Linked DNA regions of Ovis aries: region 2 is linked to region 1. The links are chromatin contacts, called in public Hi-C maps. All regions are on one chromosome and are shown on one strand. The core of a region is the stretch at or near the end of the contact, and the rest is flanking DNA. Distances in the headings are between cores, read along the strand shown. Region 1 overlaps TGFB2 (transforming growth factor beta 2). Region 2 has its middle 100 kb from the start of TGFB2.

The links. A called contact is a pair of places that touch in the nucleus more often than the background predicts.
Region 2: a Hi-C map of skin fibroblasts shows a contact between it and region 1, with 3 times the contacts expected there. The contact joins two enhancer-like sites. A contact is called at or near these places in 2 of 16 Hi-C or Micro-C datasets (skin fibroblasts and tail adipose tissue).

The regions. Positions count from the first base shown.
Region 1 is chr12:21,068,543-21,072,493 of ARS-UI_Ramb_v3.0, forward strand. All of the region lies in intron 2 of TGFB2 (transforming growth factor beta 2), which reads left to right. Among named protein-coding and RNA genes, the nearest start is that of TGFB2, 30 kb to the left of the region's middle. Within about 2 kb of position 1,294, at least 15 of the 54 cell types and tissues checked have an H3K27ac peak or open chromatin away from gene starts, as enhancers often do.
Region 2 is chr12:21,138,758-21,142,501 of ARS-UI_Ramb_v3.0, forward strand. No RefSeq gene overlaps it. Among named protein-coding and RNA genes, the nearest start is that of TGFB2, 100 kb to the left of the region's middle. Within about 2 kb of position 2,219, at least 6 of the 54 cell types and tissues checked have an H3K27ac peak or open chromatin away from gene starts, as enhancers often do.

The sequences.
Region 1 (3,951 bases), core at 44-2,543:
TCTTTGTTAGTAACTATTTCTGCAGCTAAGTAGTACATCTCTCTCTCTTGTTATTTCACTTTATTTTTAAGCATTCTGCTGGTTCCATTATATATAGACAATATTATACATGATATACATGCACAGACATATACATATTAACCTTTGAGATATGTTCCAGTTCACTTTTGTTTGCCAAAGTAGGCTACTATGAAATGAGCGAAATATTAGAAATATCAGAAATATAAAAATATTAGATATTCTGAAATATCAAAATATTAGAAATATTATCAGAAGCCACATAGGCTCCTGATCATACTTTTGTTTTCAGTTTAAACAACATTTTTGTGTGTGTTATTTTACTTTAATCTCTTCCTGAACTGTCACTGAAAGCAGTAATGTGGAAAATATTGTTTGATTCAATTTAATTCAATAAATATTCACTGAGCATGTACAGCCTCCAGGGCTTGCTGCCTGACTCACACGGGTGGATAAAAATGGGGAGAGTAGGGGTGGACCCCCCAGAAGAGGCAGCACGGATAGCCCAGGGGAAGGCACTGCAATCCTAGGACACAGGTGTGAGTGGGGACACCAGATTCCTTTCGCTAGAACAATGGTTGGGCGTGCTCCTTCTTTAAGCCTCAGTTTCTTAGCTCACACCAAAATGCAATAATCACAGTGGGTACAGGACAGAGGGGATGCGCCTCAAAACGTGTGAAATTGGTTTTGTCAGTGTTCTTATTCTTTTTATTGTTATTCTTCTATTATGGCTGCCCCCAAGTTATGCTGCTTATAACCTATTGGTGAAAAAAGTTGATAACCCACCACCCTACGCAAAGCAGCGGAACCATTCAAAAGTTGCTGAATGATATTTACAAGCCAAGGCCAATGGTAACACAAAGACAAAATGATTGAGTAATGAAAACAACTTAAAAAAAATTTGATCTGTATTGTATGCAGATTGCTACGTGCACCTGAGTGGTGAATAGCCACAACCTCCGTATGGAAAGGGAAATAGGAAAGTCAGTGTCTCCTTCAGCTGTTAAAGGACAGAAGCAAATGATGTCTGTGTTGATAGCAAAGCTTTTCCCGTCTCAGAGTACAGTTCTTGACGTTTCCATACATTGAAATTCCATTAGAACCCACTGCTTTACGTGGCTTCGGATACGGTATGTCTGAGTCATGTCTCTTTGAATACAACTGCAATCAATAAAAAACCCAGTAAAATGTGGTTAACCACAAGGACATCCCTCCCCACCAGCCCCACCCCCAGTCAGTACTGTGATTCATTCAGTTTACTGCTCCTCCCCGGTCGGTCGTAGACTGTTGAGAGACACAGGCTTCTTCGAATACAAAGAACAGAAAGTCCCCCTCTTGTGCTGGTTTGCCGGCTCCTGTGTTGTCTCGCATGCCCCACTCCTGACCCCTGGGAAGCCCCGTCCTGTCCTGGCCTGGGGTGTCTGTGGCCTCAGCATCACAGGGACACAGGATAGATGTCTCCGGAGGATGTGGCCTGAGGTCCCAGCAAGCCTTACCGAGTAAACAATCTTGCCCTCTCTCTGCCGGTACAACTGGCTTCCTGTTTCATCCTTTGTAACAGGAATCTTGAGGTCCCCAGTAGCCCTCAGCTTCGTTTTCATTCCTTATGTGTCTTGTGCTGCTTTTTCCTTCTTGTTCTTACACAGTAGGGAACTCAGGCAGCGGGAGGGGTTGTGAATGCTCGGGGAGGTCAGAGGGGAGGAGAGGAAGGGAGGGTGGGAGACAGGTGTGCAGAGGACGGAGGCAGCCTTCACCTGCTCGCTGTCTGGACTTGGCCATTCCTCACGGGGCAGCACCTTCCCAGGCCAGTGAAGCCAGAAGGGTGTCTGGCAGCAGCCTTGAGCTGTCATCCTGGAAATCCCAGACCTTCCATTACCCACAGGGGACGTCAGGCTTCACGACTACCTCTAACTGTCAAAGCAGACCTAGAGAAGAGTATGCTCTATTTCCTTTATTCTTAGGACAGTGGTGTACCTTTCTTAGTTCCCGCCTTGATGGTTTTTCTCAAGGTTGCCATTTGGGAGGAGGTTTTCTTTAAAAATGCTGAGGTTGGCTATTCGGAAAGTAAGATGAAGCCAATGGAAAATGGTGTCCTTTTTCTGTGCTCTTAACTGAGGGAGGTTCAGTCCTGATCAAATCAGTGAAGCCCAAGGTTTAAGTCACAGATTAAGGCTGTGTTAGAATCCAATTTTTCCACTTTTCTCTACTTGCTGCTATTTAATGGAGAGAAAGGTGAACCTAAAGATGCCTAATTATGCTTAACTTCTTTTACTTATGGGGGGAACCAGTCACCCTTCACTAAGAATCTGTATCAGTTTCTTTTATTCACACTTAGTATTTTGTCCAAAATAAACAATAACAACAAAAAGAACAATATTTATAATAATAACATTTATTACTTATATCCATGTAGTGCTTCTACCCTAGGGACCTTCCTAAGCACTTTAGAGATACTGACTCATTTGATCCTGGCAACACTAGGTAGATATTATTATTTTCTCCATTTCACATGGGAGGAAACCAAAGCACAGAGATAGATGAAATCACTCCCCAGATCTGTAGCTAATAAGGGGCAGAAACAAGACCCCCACCTCATATTTGCCATTATCATCATTAGTCCCATTAATTGACCCTTGAGCTGATCATGTGACACAGAAGTGGCAATGCTGTGTCATAATTAAGGGCACAAACTCTGAAATGAAAACCGCTCCAGAAAACTATCTGTTTGGGGAAAGGCGGTGAGGTCTGAAAGCAGACGCCACCTGGCTTAAAATATAGAAATCACTTATATATATGAGAAACCTATGTGGTGAATATCCACCCACGCAGCGCTCCTTTGGGATGAAACTGAAAAGAGCAGTCAACATGCCAAGTTCTCTCCAGATGACTTTTGAAAACTCACCCCTCTGATTAGCAAACAGTACAGATGTTGATAGAGTTGGAGGATTTTTAATATCTTTATTTGAATTACACAAAGCAGCCAAATGTAGTTGGCCCTGGGCTGCAGCCTATATGTGTCTGGATGCCAAGAAGCAACTGTGCTCCGCTGGGATGCCGAGCATTCCAGACCTGTTACCTTGTAAGTGTAATATTTACCAGATTTTCGCTTCATCTGGAGATGAAGAGCAGAGCTGCCCAGAGTGGGGGCGGGCCTGGCTGCTGGGAAGGGAGCTCCGTGTGCAGAGGCATCCCCGAGTGAGCAGGGAGCTGGGGAGGTGAGCACAGATCTGCCAGAAACAAGCCTTTTTCCTGGCAACCAGGGATCTAGGAAAAAATAACAGACCTTACGTGGTTGGGGTGCCCAGCAAACTCATGGGGCAGAGTGCTTTTGCTTTCACAATCCTATTTTATCCTCACGTCTCTAGGTGATAGAAGCTGTCTTGTCCCCATTTTATAGATGGGGGTAATGCAGTTCACGGCTTCCCTGATAGCTCAGTTGGTAAAGAATCTGCCTGCAATGCAGGAGACCCCAGTTTGATTCCTGGGTCGGGAAGATCTTCTGGAGAAAGGATAGGCTACCCACTCCAGTATTCTTGGGCTTCCCTTGTGGCTCAGCTGGTAAAGAATCCGCCAGCAATGCAGGAGACCTGGGTTCACTACTTGGGTTGGGAAAATCCCTTGGAGAAGGGAAAGGCTACTCACTCCAGTATTCTGGCTTGAAGAATTCCATGGACTGTATAGTCCACAGGGTCACACAGAGTTGGACATGAGTGAGTGACTTTTAACGAAATTTAGAGATATAAGTGGATTGCCCAAGCTCACATATTTAGTTCTCTTCCAAAGTCTGTTTTTATTTTGACTTTAGTAAAACTGATTTGGAGAAAGGAGGTGAAGGTGGCCAAGTGGGGCTGACTCCTTCCCTGTAGCTTCTCTTGAGTCTCACTTCCTCTGACCTTCCCAGCCTCCCTGCCAGGTAGGTGTTCCTCGCTTTCT
Region 2 (3,744 bases), core at 969-3,468, 71 kb after region 1:
AACCTTTAATTCACTGGGAATACTAGGGTCGATTCTGATTTTTTCCACTTGATCTGGGATCTGGAATACTGACACCAGTGAATACTCAGGGCACAATGGAAGTGGGGAGGTGGCGGGGGGGGAATGAAGGGAGACAAGGAGGGAGACAGGAAAGGGAGTGGGTTACATGATCACCAGACTTGACGTGCATCTCACATTGAGTCAAGAGATTGGTGTCTGTATATAACACCAAAGTAGCTAAACAAATGTGGTGAGAAATACAGAACAAGTTAGTCAACTGGGCTTAAGATCAAGCAAAAGATTCAAGGGGGGAGTTCTAACGTGCCATTGTTTTTCAGTAGGTGTCTTGAGAAGTAAAGAAGCAAGTTGCATATATGATGTGACTGGAACAAGGAATTCTTTTTGCTCAGTCTCTGCCCTGCTGTGCTGGGTGTTAGAAATGGTCACATCTCATGCCCAGGAGTCTCCCTCAGAACCCTGAGCCATCCCAATCCTAAATTTCCTATTCTGGACTCATTCTCATTTATATTAATCCTCAGCATCTACTGGAGAAGGAAATGGCAACCCACTCCAGTATCTTGCCTGGAAAATCCCAAGGACAGAGGAGTCTGGTGGGTTACAGTCCCTGGGGTCTCAAAGAGTCAGACACGACTGAGCGACTTCACTTCCCCTTTCCCTTTTCAGCATCTACTATATGACTTGTGGCTGTGGCTTAGTTGCTAAGTCATGTCTGAAGCTTTTGCGACCCATGGACTGTAGCCCACCAGGCTCCTCTGTCCATGGGATTCTCCAGGCAAGAATACTGACGTGGTTTGCCATTTTCTTCTCAGGGGATCTTCCTGATCCAGGGGTTGAAACTGTATCTCTTGCAATGCAGGCAGATTCTTTACCAACTGACCCACCAAGGAAGGCCACTATACAACTTCGCCTATGGCAGAAATCAAAGCATGAGATGGGATTATACCCCCAACCCAACCATTGGCACACTATCTGGGATGCAGAGATATCACTTTCAGTGTCTTTTTCAATTAAAAAAAGAGTTAGATTAGGTGGTCTACAAAGTCCTTTGTAAATTCCTTTTTTCCCCCTCTTGGTTGGTAGGATGCTCTGTGTGTATTTCTATGATTGCTCCAGTGAGCATAAAATAACTCTTCACTATAATTCATTCAACAAATAATTACCAAGCATATCATATATACTAGATTTTTTTCTAGGTTTTAGGTTGTAGGTTCACACAAGTGAACAAAACAGCTCCTTCAATCTGAGCCTTCAGTAGGTGATGCTCTTGGTAGAGGGGGGTGAATTTCACTTCAGTGAAACCCTAAAGAAAGTGCTGTAATCTGCCCTCCCGCTGTATTTTCCTTGCTGCAGGCGCTGAGGCTTGGTTGACCATCTCTGGTGGAAGCAGAATCAGCAGCCACTTCTTTGGCTGATTTTAGAGGAAATGGAGAAGGAAGAAGCCCTTCTTCCCCAATACTTTCTCCAGCAGAGCCAAGCCTCTCATTTGCCGATCCAAGATTGGCTGGGCTATAACCCAGCATGAAGGAATTGATAAACCGCTGTTCATGAGGAAGAAAGACTGGAAGCACGTTGCTGCTACAAGTGGAGACTCAGCAAAGAGGGCTTCAGATGCTTATTCCACCACAGTGAACAGTAATTAGTTCTGCACCCCAGGAGCTCACAGTTTAGAGTGAAAGAAACAATGAGCCCAATTATACTTACCATTGATTCTGTTGCCAGCAATATCATCATCAACAAAATCATCACTGCAACTTACTAAGTGTGTGTATCTTGATTTATCTCCCATGGCTAACTTGCTCCATCTAAACCAATTATTCTGAACTGGGAGCTGCTTGCCCTCCCCCCCTTTCCCCCATGGGACATCTGACAAAGTCTGGAGACATTTCTATTTGTCACAACTCAGAAAGTGCTATTGGCATCGAGGAGGTAGAGGCCAGGCATGCAGCTAAGCATCCCACAATGCACAGGACAGTCTCCTTCAGTGAAGAATTTTCTAGCCAAAAAAATGTCAGTATTGCAGAGACTGAAAAACTCTGATCTAGATCAAAACTTCAGCCACATTTGGTAGTTATCAAGTATTTCACAAGACAGTAAATGTTGATGAACATATTTGCAGAAATGTAGTGTGAGTAACTATAACGAGTTTCCGAAATCACAGTCTAGTTACACAGCAACAGAAGTGAGAGTATCTCTGAAAGCTTTCACCTCAACCCAAGAGTCTCTTAAAGCAAGTTACTCATTAATCTGTGTCTATTACAGAGCTCCAGTTATGACTGCATCTATTGGAATGTCATTTCAGCCCCAGTGTGTTCAGAAGTCTTAAGTCTCCGGAAAGAGCAAGCATCAGGAAACATCTTTATTAATAGTGAAGTGGAGTAGGACCCTCCTGGGTACCAATCCTTTCTGTGTCCCCCACTTGTTTGTAGGAAATAAGCTTCCTTGACCTTCCCTGAGCTCCAAAAGGCAGATTCGAGGAGTTGCTAATCAGGGAAAGGAAGGAATGTAGAAACTAAGGAGAAACAGTTAAGAAACAGTACTGCATCAATAAAGCAGGATCCGGCTTCCTCCTCCGAGGATATATGTTAACAGGAACCTAGTTCTTCTGCAGGAATAAAGGCCCCCACCTGGAGGGAGGATGGGAGCTTTGGGCTGAGCGGACGATTCCTGGAGCACCGCCCTGTTGTCTCGTTACCTACCACCCAGTCTGGAGGAAGCCTGCACACGGTGGAAGAAAACAGACTCTGACCCCCTCCCCAAATGATTCACCCTTAAAAAACTTTCATGGCTGTGCATAATCTTCAGAGTTCAATTTCGGACATGAGTCTGCAGGTTGCCAGCCTCCTAAATAAAGCATCCTTTCCTTTCCAATTAACACTTTCAAGTGAACAGCAGCCAAACTCGAGTTCGGTGACAATAGAAAATTCTGTTGGAGGGTGTATGAAGTTGTCGACAGAAGGCAATGATCAAAATGATTGTTGCTATTTTAAGCCACCAATTTGGGGTGATTGGTTATACAGTGATGGTAACTGAAACAGTGACTATTTTTTTGCTTTTGTAATTGAGAAGTTAGATGCCTGACTTTTATCACTTAAACTAACAGCCTGTGCAAAATAGGAACTTGAAGTAGACGATCTACATGGACTCTTTTTTCTCAAAAAATAACTTTTTGAGTTCAGCCTCTCAGCAGCTTTTTAAAAATGCGTATTTCTTTGGCTGCGCAGCGTCTTAGTTGTGGCACACGTGAACTTCCATCGTTGTCATGGCATTCGGGATCTTAAGTTGCAGCATATGAATTCTTAGTTGTGCTGTGTGGGATCTCTTTCAGTGACCAGGCATTGAACTTGGCTTCCCTCATTGGGAGTGTGGAGTCAGCCTCTCAATTACCAGGGAAGTCCCAGAAACTTTTAATATTAGCAGGATCTGTATAAATTGATGGAGATGCAGAGATTTAAAAAAAAAGTCCACAATCTCTGGCCATGAAGTTTTTAGTCTTCTGAAATAACTAGGTATATAAATGTTAATATACAAAGTACAATATGGAAGTCAAAAGCAGTTAATTTATCCAGTATTTATTGACCACCTGTGATGTGGCATGCACTCTGCAGGTACTGGGAATATAGCAGTTTTGAGATGACAGACACATGGAAATGATACTAGTGGGTTATAATAATACATTGTGAAATGCATTGGAAATGTATTAAAGTTCTTAGTAACAAACAACAG